Regions from separate parts of the Gossypium hirsutum genome. Here regions 1 and 3 are each linked to region 2. A link is a contact called in public Hi-C data. All regions are on one chromosome and are shown on one strand. Each heading gives the region's core, a stretch centred on a gene start, on an enhancer-like site or on the middle of the called end of the contact. The rest is flanking DNA. Distances are from core to core; before and after follow the strand shown.

The links. A called contact is a pair of places that touch in the nucleus more often than the background predicts.
Region 1: a contact with region 2 is called in a Hi-C map of leaf, with 2.4 times the contacts expected there. The contact joins the promoter of LOC107962161 here to the promoter of LOC107962239 in region 2. A contact is called at or near these places in 3 of 34 Hi-C or Micro-C datasets (callus and leaf).
Region 3: a contact with region 2 is called in a Hi-C map of leaf, with 2.4 times the contacts expected there. The contact joins the promoter of LOC107934246 here to the promoter of LOC107962239 in region 2. A contact is called at or near these places in 4 of 34 Hi-C or Micro-C datasets (callus and leaf).

The regions. Positions count from the first base shown.
Region 1 is chrA06:95,513,173-95,515,872 of Gossypium_hirsutum_v2.1, reverse strand. LOC107962161 (integrin-linked protein kinase 1) reads right to left here and starts at 1,331. Exons shown (of 12, transcript XM_016898423.2): 1 at 782-1,331; 2 at 625-699; 3 at 443-538. The coding sequence starts at 1,102.
Region 2 is chrA06:94,838,997-94,841,696 of Gossypium_hirsutum_v2.1, reverse strand. It overlaps LOC107962239 (putative cyclin-D6-1), which reads right to left and starts at 1,289. Exons shown (of 6, transcript XM_016898557.2): 1 at 658-1,289; 2 at 466-552; 3 at 290-385; 4 at 14-215. The coding sequence starts at 837.
Region 3 is chrA06:93,999,194-94,001,893 of Gossypium_hirsutum_v2.1, reverse strand. It overlaps LOC107934246 (equilibrative nucleotide transporter 3), which reads left to right and starts at 1,348. Exons shown (of 10, transcript XM_016866624.2): 1 at 1,348-1,524; 2 at 1,639-1,708; 3 at 1,818-1,922. The coding sequence starts at 1,667.

The DNA of each region.
Region 1 (2,700 bases), core at 82-2,581, 670 kb before region 2:
AATGAAAAAAATAATTAAAAACCTTTAAATGAAACAAAATAGAAAATTCGAAATAGCCAAGTGTTGAAAATTTAAAGAACGAAAGCAAGGGTGAAAATGGCAAGGGGAGTGCGATTGGAGGGAATTCTCCACCAGACCCAAAAGGGTCCACTGTCCAGTGAAATTGCAGTATGTTAGAATGGTCTCCACCGTGCTGCCCTTGTAATCAGAACAACAATTCGGGGCGATGGAAGATCAATTACGCCGTACCGGGCGCCAAGTTAAACGTACACTGAGAAACAGATCCAAACCAAAATTGTTCTTCTTATGAATGCAAATGTAACCACTATTAGCAAGTCCCCAGGTCTTGATGAATTTCCCAATAAAAGTCGTCCTTTACATAACTATGATTTAAACAATTATGAAACCATGATCAGCAACATATAATAAAATAAGAGATTACCTTTGTAATGTTGACGCTGTTAGTAAAATCAAGTTCTTTTGGATCAATCTCATATTCTGGAACTTCACGCGCGTGATTTACATGCATTGGAGCCATCTAAGACCAAAATTCAACAAGCAACATAAATAGAAAAATCAGCGAAGGAAAAAGATTTCCAAATAGAAAATTCAAAAGGAACTTACAAAAGGCTTAGCTCCATGTTTCTCCAGAAGCTTAATCACATCATGATTCTTATAATATACAGCATCTGCCAAAGGCTATTTAACCAAAACTATATATATTAGAGAGAAAAAAATATAAAAAGAGCAAAACAGGAGGCAATTTTGGTTTTTTGCTTACAGTGCTTCCCCATCGATCTGTAGATTCGACGTCAGCGCCGCGCTGAAGGAGCAAGGAAACGACATCGGTCTGTCCTTGACAAGCTGCAATATGGAGAGCCGTCCGATCATCGATGTCGCGGAAATTAACATTGATCCCCGAGTCCAAGAGCTCGCGAATGCCGTCCAAATCACCTTCGTTGGCCAAGTACATCAACCTAAGTCCTTCATCTATCTCCTCTCCTTCCTCGTTCTCTTTCCCATCGGCTTCGCCTCTGTCTCTCTCCGGCGCCATCGACGATTGCTTCCCTAATGTAAACCTCACCGCCGCTTTGTTTTCCATCACTTAAAAAGAACAAGAGAATCAAAGAAAAGATAGCTACTTCTCTTCGTAAATCCAAAATAAAGTATGATCTTCAATTTGATTAACGCTTAATTAGAGAAGAATTAAACAGAACTGGGACCTGACGTGTAGATTTTTACAATGAAAGTAGATTGAGAGATTTTGGGGAGGTTTTATAAAGAGAGTTCAAACCAAAAAAAAAGGAAAAGAAATGAAAGCTGGAAAGAAGTCGCTGAAGTTTCAGTATTGGTTAAGGTAACGTATTTTCCTAAGGGGCTGTGGTATCCACGCGCTGTAGATGCGTGAGAGTAATTTTGGCGACGTAGCGGTGGATAGGAGATAGTTGACGAACTTATGACGGGAAGTTAACGCGCTCCGTTAAGCGGAACAATAACAAAACGAAATGGGAAAACGACGACTTTATACTTTATTAGATATTTGCGGAAAGGGGTAAAGATTCACCGCTAATACATGATCAGACAGTTTTAGTGCAGATAGCCGTGTGGAGAGGGACCACATATTTTAACAAAAAAATAATTGCACCTGTACATCTCACATCAAATGTCTCAATTGAATTTTTAAATGAATATTATTTCAATCAAATTTTGGTTTTTTTACCTAACTGACCCAAAATAATTAATTTATTTATGAAAATAATCTAAATCTAAAATTATATGAGTAAATGATGCATTTTTCATCGTGATCATCGATGTACTGGATTAGCTAATCATCGATTTTTTTTAAAAATATTTTTTTAAATGTTGTTATTATGTCATGTGACACTAATACATATTTTTTAAATATTTGTCAAAAATATTGGTATTTAAATAGAAAAAAATTATTTTTAATTGGACACCTATTAAATTTCTAAAAAAATATATTTTTAGGTGTCATCATCATGTTAGACGACACCAGTGATTTTTTTTAAAAAAACATTATAGAAAAAGTAGTTTAAAGTTTTGGTTATTGTTTTAGAATATTTAGAGCCGGCTACTAGGAGATCAGAACTGTAGAAGTCAACGAGAAAGAGAAAATCTCTTCTTTGGTGTCAAAATTAACATGAAAGGCCATCATAATTGGAGACATCAGTGGTTATTAAATACGAAGACTAAGATTTTCAATTGAGGAAAAAAAAGAAAAATAAAAAAAAAAACAAAAAAGACAACTTAGTACATAAAAAAAAAGAGACTCTTGAATGGGAAAAAAAATTAGAGAATCAAATATGGGAAAAAAAATATAATAATATATATTGAAAATAGAGATATAAAAGGGAATTTAATATTTTATGGAAAATACCCATCTCTACTTTTCATATATGTTATTCTCTTTCATTTCTCATATTTAATTATTTTTATTTTTCATATATGTTATTCTTTTTATTTTCCCATATTTGATTTTCTCTTTGGTATCTCTATTTTGCATATTTGTTATTCTCTTTTCTTTTCATATTTGATTCTCTATTTTTCATATATATATATATATTAGTATATTTCTTTTGTCATAATTCTTGTTTTCTATAAAATATTCAATTCCTTTTTATATATTTATTTTACATATTTGTTATTCTCTTTTTTTTTCATATTTGTCTTTCTCTTTCT
Region 2 (2,700 bases), core at 40-2,539:
TCTGTTTAATTACCATTACAAGCTTGGAAGATTATGTTTGTTGCTCTATCTTTCAATGCTTGTCTCAAAGGTGGATCTTTAAGTTCAAACAAAGATATGAAGAAGCAGATAAACGACAAGGGTGTTACTGATCTCATTCTCCAATTCAAGGCATCAAGTATCAGAAGCTCCATTCGTTGAATTGCGGGGGCATCAAAGATGAACCCTTCGTCTCTCTGTTTCATTTGTATTAGTCTTCGCATGAAGGTAAAAAAAAAAATTTCAAATTAAGATGAGATGTTTAATTAACCTGGAAATTGGAGGAAGAGAAGTGTTGTTCCTTCATCTTTGAAGCCAAAGAAATGGTAGCGATCACAAGAAGCCTCAACACCCATGGATTACCTTGCTGTTACAGTATTCAAGTTGTTATAAAAAATACTTTGTTTGGTTACCAAGAAAACAACACTCTTCATCTTGCCTACATACAGGAATTTCTTGCCTGGAGACGAACCGGTCCATGTAGTTAGTAGCCAGGTATGTTGTGTAAGGATCAATGTTACATGAATACTGTGCCTGACCAATTAAAACAAGTTATAAAAGACAAGAACAGTAAACCATGTATTAAAATGAAATGGAAGGAAAAGAACAGTAGTGAATAGTGAAAATAGATATGGGTACCCTCAAAATGAGAGAAATGGCTTCCTGTCGAAAAGAAACAAACAAGTCATTGCTCTTTAAACTTAGAAAGTAGTTGTGGGAAGGCATGTGATCAGATTCTGAAGAGAAGAGAGCTGAGATTATATCAGATTCTTGATTGTCCAAGCTGGTGAATGGGTTCTCAAGATCAAAGCAATCCATAATTTTTTTTCTTAAGAGAAGAATGGGGAGAGAGTGAGAGTGAGTTTGCAAAAGAATAGAGTTATAATAATGTTGAAAAAGAGAAGAAGAGAGCTGAAAAAACCAAGTCGGATCTTCAACTTCACTTGTGACTTTTGTTTCTGGGTCTCACAAAGCTGCCTTGTTTAACTTTAATTAGAATATGCCATTGCTACTCGAGAAACTGAATTAGTATCATGAACATGATATTTATAATAATAATAATCTAATTTGAAGGTAGAAGGTTATACTTTTGAAAAGCTAATATTGTTGGAGAAATGGATAAAAGTGCCATTCTTCTTTGAACACATGTATGTATATAGTTTAGTATGCAAAGCAAAAGGAGAAAAGTGGTCCCAAGCAGAGCTCACAAAGCAGTAGAAAGAAAGAAGACAGTTTGGCGCAGTATATTTCCTTTTCTTCGTTCCGCGATAAGCGCCGGTCCATTTTAAAGAAGGTGCCGCTTAAATAATTCACCGCTTAATATCCAACAAACTATTATTTATTTTTTTTCCTTCTTTAAAAGAAATTACTTTTCCTTTTTTAATTTTGCTTTTGATCATGGAATAAGACCCTCTTTAATTTAATCACATTCCACAAACTCCTTTCTTGTTTTTCTTTTCCCTTTTATAACAAGTTTTTAAGAATAAATAGTTCATCTAATATTAATAAGAATAAAAAAATTCATAAATTTTTTTAGGATTTTATCATATATATAATTATTTTAATTATTTTATTATTTTACCATGTCATTCTAGAAAAAAAAATTCTCTACTAAAGTGAGCAGGACAATAATCCAATTTTCAATGTCTTAAGACCCAAGGTTTCTTTTCTCCAAGTCAAATTTAGGTAGATTGACTTCGGGTACCTTTTTTTATTTAATTTCTTTCATTTTCTTTAACAAACCTCACCGTCTCTTCCTTACCTATTTAATTTTTAATTTTCTAAAAGATAACCTATCGAGGTAAATATTGAGTTTCAAATATTTATTAGATATAATTGTTTTTTAAATAATTGCATAAATTGATTAAACAAAAATTCAAATATTCAATGGTTGGATAGTAAATTTCAAGTTGATTGAGATAAAATTTACTATTTTAACTTGTGCTTATAAATAGGGGTGAGTGTTTGATCGAATTGAGTAAAAAAAATTGAGTTGGTGGGTCCTTTTTTTATTATCCTAACTCAATTTGAATTTTTTTTTTCTAATCGAATCAAGTGAAATTATTCGAGTTAAATTAAAAAATTAAACATTTTGAATTAAAATCTCAATACAATATAACTAATTCCATGTTAGAGTAAATAAATTTGAAATCATATATATTTAAAAAATTTCAAAGAAAAATAAGAGAAAAAAAAGATATTTTAGTATGCTTGAATCATTAATTAACTTATTTAGGTCCCAAACTTATTATTTTAGAAAATTTTAAAATTTTTAACTTTCTTTATATATTCTTTAGATTTTTATAATTGTTGAAAAAATATACATTTTGCAATTTTATAAATATTTAGAATTTTAAAATTTATTTTAAATTTTTTTTTGTAATTTTTGGTAAGAGAGGCCGATTTGCTCATTTTCAAAAACTAACAAAGACTGTTTACATCAATTTTTTATTCAAATTATTCGAGTTATTTGAATGGTAAAATTTAAGAATGGTAAAATTTAACTCAACTCGAACTCGAACATCGAATTATTTATTCATGTAGACTCGAAAAAAATTGAATAACTCAATTCGATTAACTCGAAATTTAAATTTTTTTTAATTCTTTCTAATCAAATTGTGTTTTACTTCCCTACTTATAAACTCTATTCTCCTAACTTGTATAAGAAAAAGGTATTCACTT
Region 3 (2,700 bases), core at 99-2,598, 840 kb after region 2:
CATAATTCCATGGCCATCAATATCTAATCATATGGTATGCTTTTACATTAATAAATATCTATGCGCTGATCGTTCCATCGATACACATGCCGAGGAGTCCATAACTATTGCTTGCCTTTCTTCTGCAAATGATAGTTATGATAATTTTGAATTCAAATTAATAAGTTAAATGATTTTATTTTTTATTCATTTGAACTCAATTTTTTTTAAAAAAATTCGGTTACTGCCCATTTACGATGACAGCTGCTTTGTTCTTTTATATCTGCCTTTTCCACCTTATTTCCATTTCTCCCAACTCCACCTATTGGAGTTCACATTCATTAATTGGCACTAAAGAATACCTCAGCTTATCTTGTTGACTTTCTTATACAGTGGAGCACAAAATACTCCTACTAAATATTTTCTCTCATCGTCTTAACTCCTTTGATTAAATCCTATTTTTAATACAATAATAATAAATATATATGTTTGTGATGATTATAGTTGAGTTGCGCCTTTTGAATATTTATTAATTTAATTGCGAATATTAATCATTGAATGTAACTTTTCTTTTTAAAATTTATTTTCTTTTAAATTTCAACTACATATTGATCATTAGTCATTAGATATAAATCGAATTTCAATATCATTAAATAAGTAAGTGTAATAATTCAAGTTGCTTAATTGGAATCACCAGCAATCACACTAATTTCATCCCAAAAAGGAATTTTTTTTTTGTAATTTTCATGAATAAGGAAAGAATCTTTTATATAAAGCAAAATTTTTTATTTCAAATTAAGTATAATAATAAATTTAGTAGTTAATATTTATATTTTTATTAATTTAATTTTTATTTTTATTATTTAAATTTGATTATTAGTCTTTAAAAATGAAAATATTAATTAAAATATTAATTTTTAATAATGTTGGCGTAGCAACTCACATGACAGTTTACGTGCGCTTCATGCTAACGTGTCACTATTTATCTAATATTCTATGCCAACAAATAATCTAAAATTTTTAAAAAAAAATTTAAAATAAAAAAAAATTTAGCCTAAAATATGTGGACAATTTTTTTAAAAAATAATTTAATTAATATTTTCATAAAAAATAATTAAATTGTTTTCTGAAAACTAAATTTAACTAAAAAATAAAGAGTAAAAATAAAAAAATATAAATATTAAAAATTAAAATTATACCTTTAAATTATTCATATCAATAAATAATTACCTTAACTCCATAACTTTCGTATACGGATCCAGCAAAGCTTAACTCGGCCACAACATTAATATGATAAATAATTAATAAAAAATAATGCATTAAATATAATGATCTAAAACGGATCCCATCATAAATTATAATCAATTTTGTTTTTGTACATATGGATTTCCTTTTCTTGAGAGAGGGAAAAGAATCTTTATTTATATAATGGTATCTCTTCCTTCATTTATTGTTTTTCCCTTACAAAGTCATGTTGTTGCCTTTCACACCCTCTATTATACTATTCAGCTGTTCACACTTCACATCATCCTTCTAAATATAACTGTAAGCTCTTCTGTGTATATATATTTTTTTCCATTCTTGCTTATGACCCGCCTTGGTTGAAGAACACCCAGTTTTGATTATCACTACAAAGTTAAGGTCTTCGTTTTCTGACAGAATCTTGAAGAATACCCAGCAAGTAAACATGACTAATGTTTATGGAGGAGAATCCCCTTCAAGGCTTGAGGTTTGTGCTTTCTCGTCTTGTTCGTTTGAGTTATCAATGAGCTTAGAGTTATCTTTTTAAATTTAATTACATGTATTATTGACTTAGTTTATTGTTAAAAAAAAATCAGGGAAAACTGAGTGCCATGATTGTTTGTTGGATTCTGGGATTTGGATCTCTCATCTCTTGGAATAGTATGCTCACAATGGGAGATTATTATTATAATTTGTTTCCTGTAAGTAAACTCTTCTTACTTTGTGTTTAATGTTTATTCTTTAATTTTTTTTTCAAATGATATATATGGTTTTAAACATAAATTTTAATTTTTTTTGAATTACAAGTTTACGTCTTTTTATCTTTCCACAGATATTATAATATATTCTTTTTCTCTTTTATTGAATTTAAAACATAAGATAATGAAAATTTTAATATTTATCCCATAGTAGAGTTATATTTATTGACTATTAGTATAAATTCATAAAAGTTGTGTCATGGTCAAATTCAATTGATCTTTTTCTATATATGCAAAATCCGGCTGGGCTTTTGTGTGTGTTTTTATTATTAAATCTTAATTTCTTAATAATGGTATTTTTATTCTTATTTCTAAGAATAATATTATTTATCAAGTAAAAAATTTATAAGTTAACTCAACATTACCTTCATTTCCCTTCTATTTTCTCTGTCTTCCTTTTATATAATATTTTTTAGATGAAAGGATTCATTTACAGCAGTTTTATATATTTTTGTATTGTAGCTTAAAATTTTCTGATTATTTATTTTATATAAAAAACTTTCAATTATTTAATAAATATTAATATATATAATATTCTAGATCAATATGATAAATGTCGAATTAGATTAAAAATTTACAAAAATAATAAGTACAATTATATTGATAAATGATTAGATTTTTTATTAAAACAAAAATCAAACCCAAAAATTGTGAAAAACACGTGTAAAATATATTTTTAATAAAAACCCCAAACCATAAATATTAAAATTTGATGATAAAA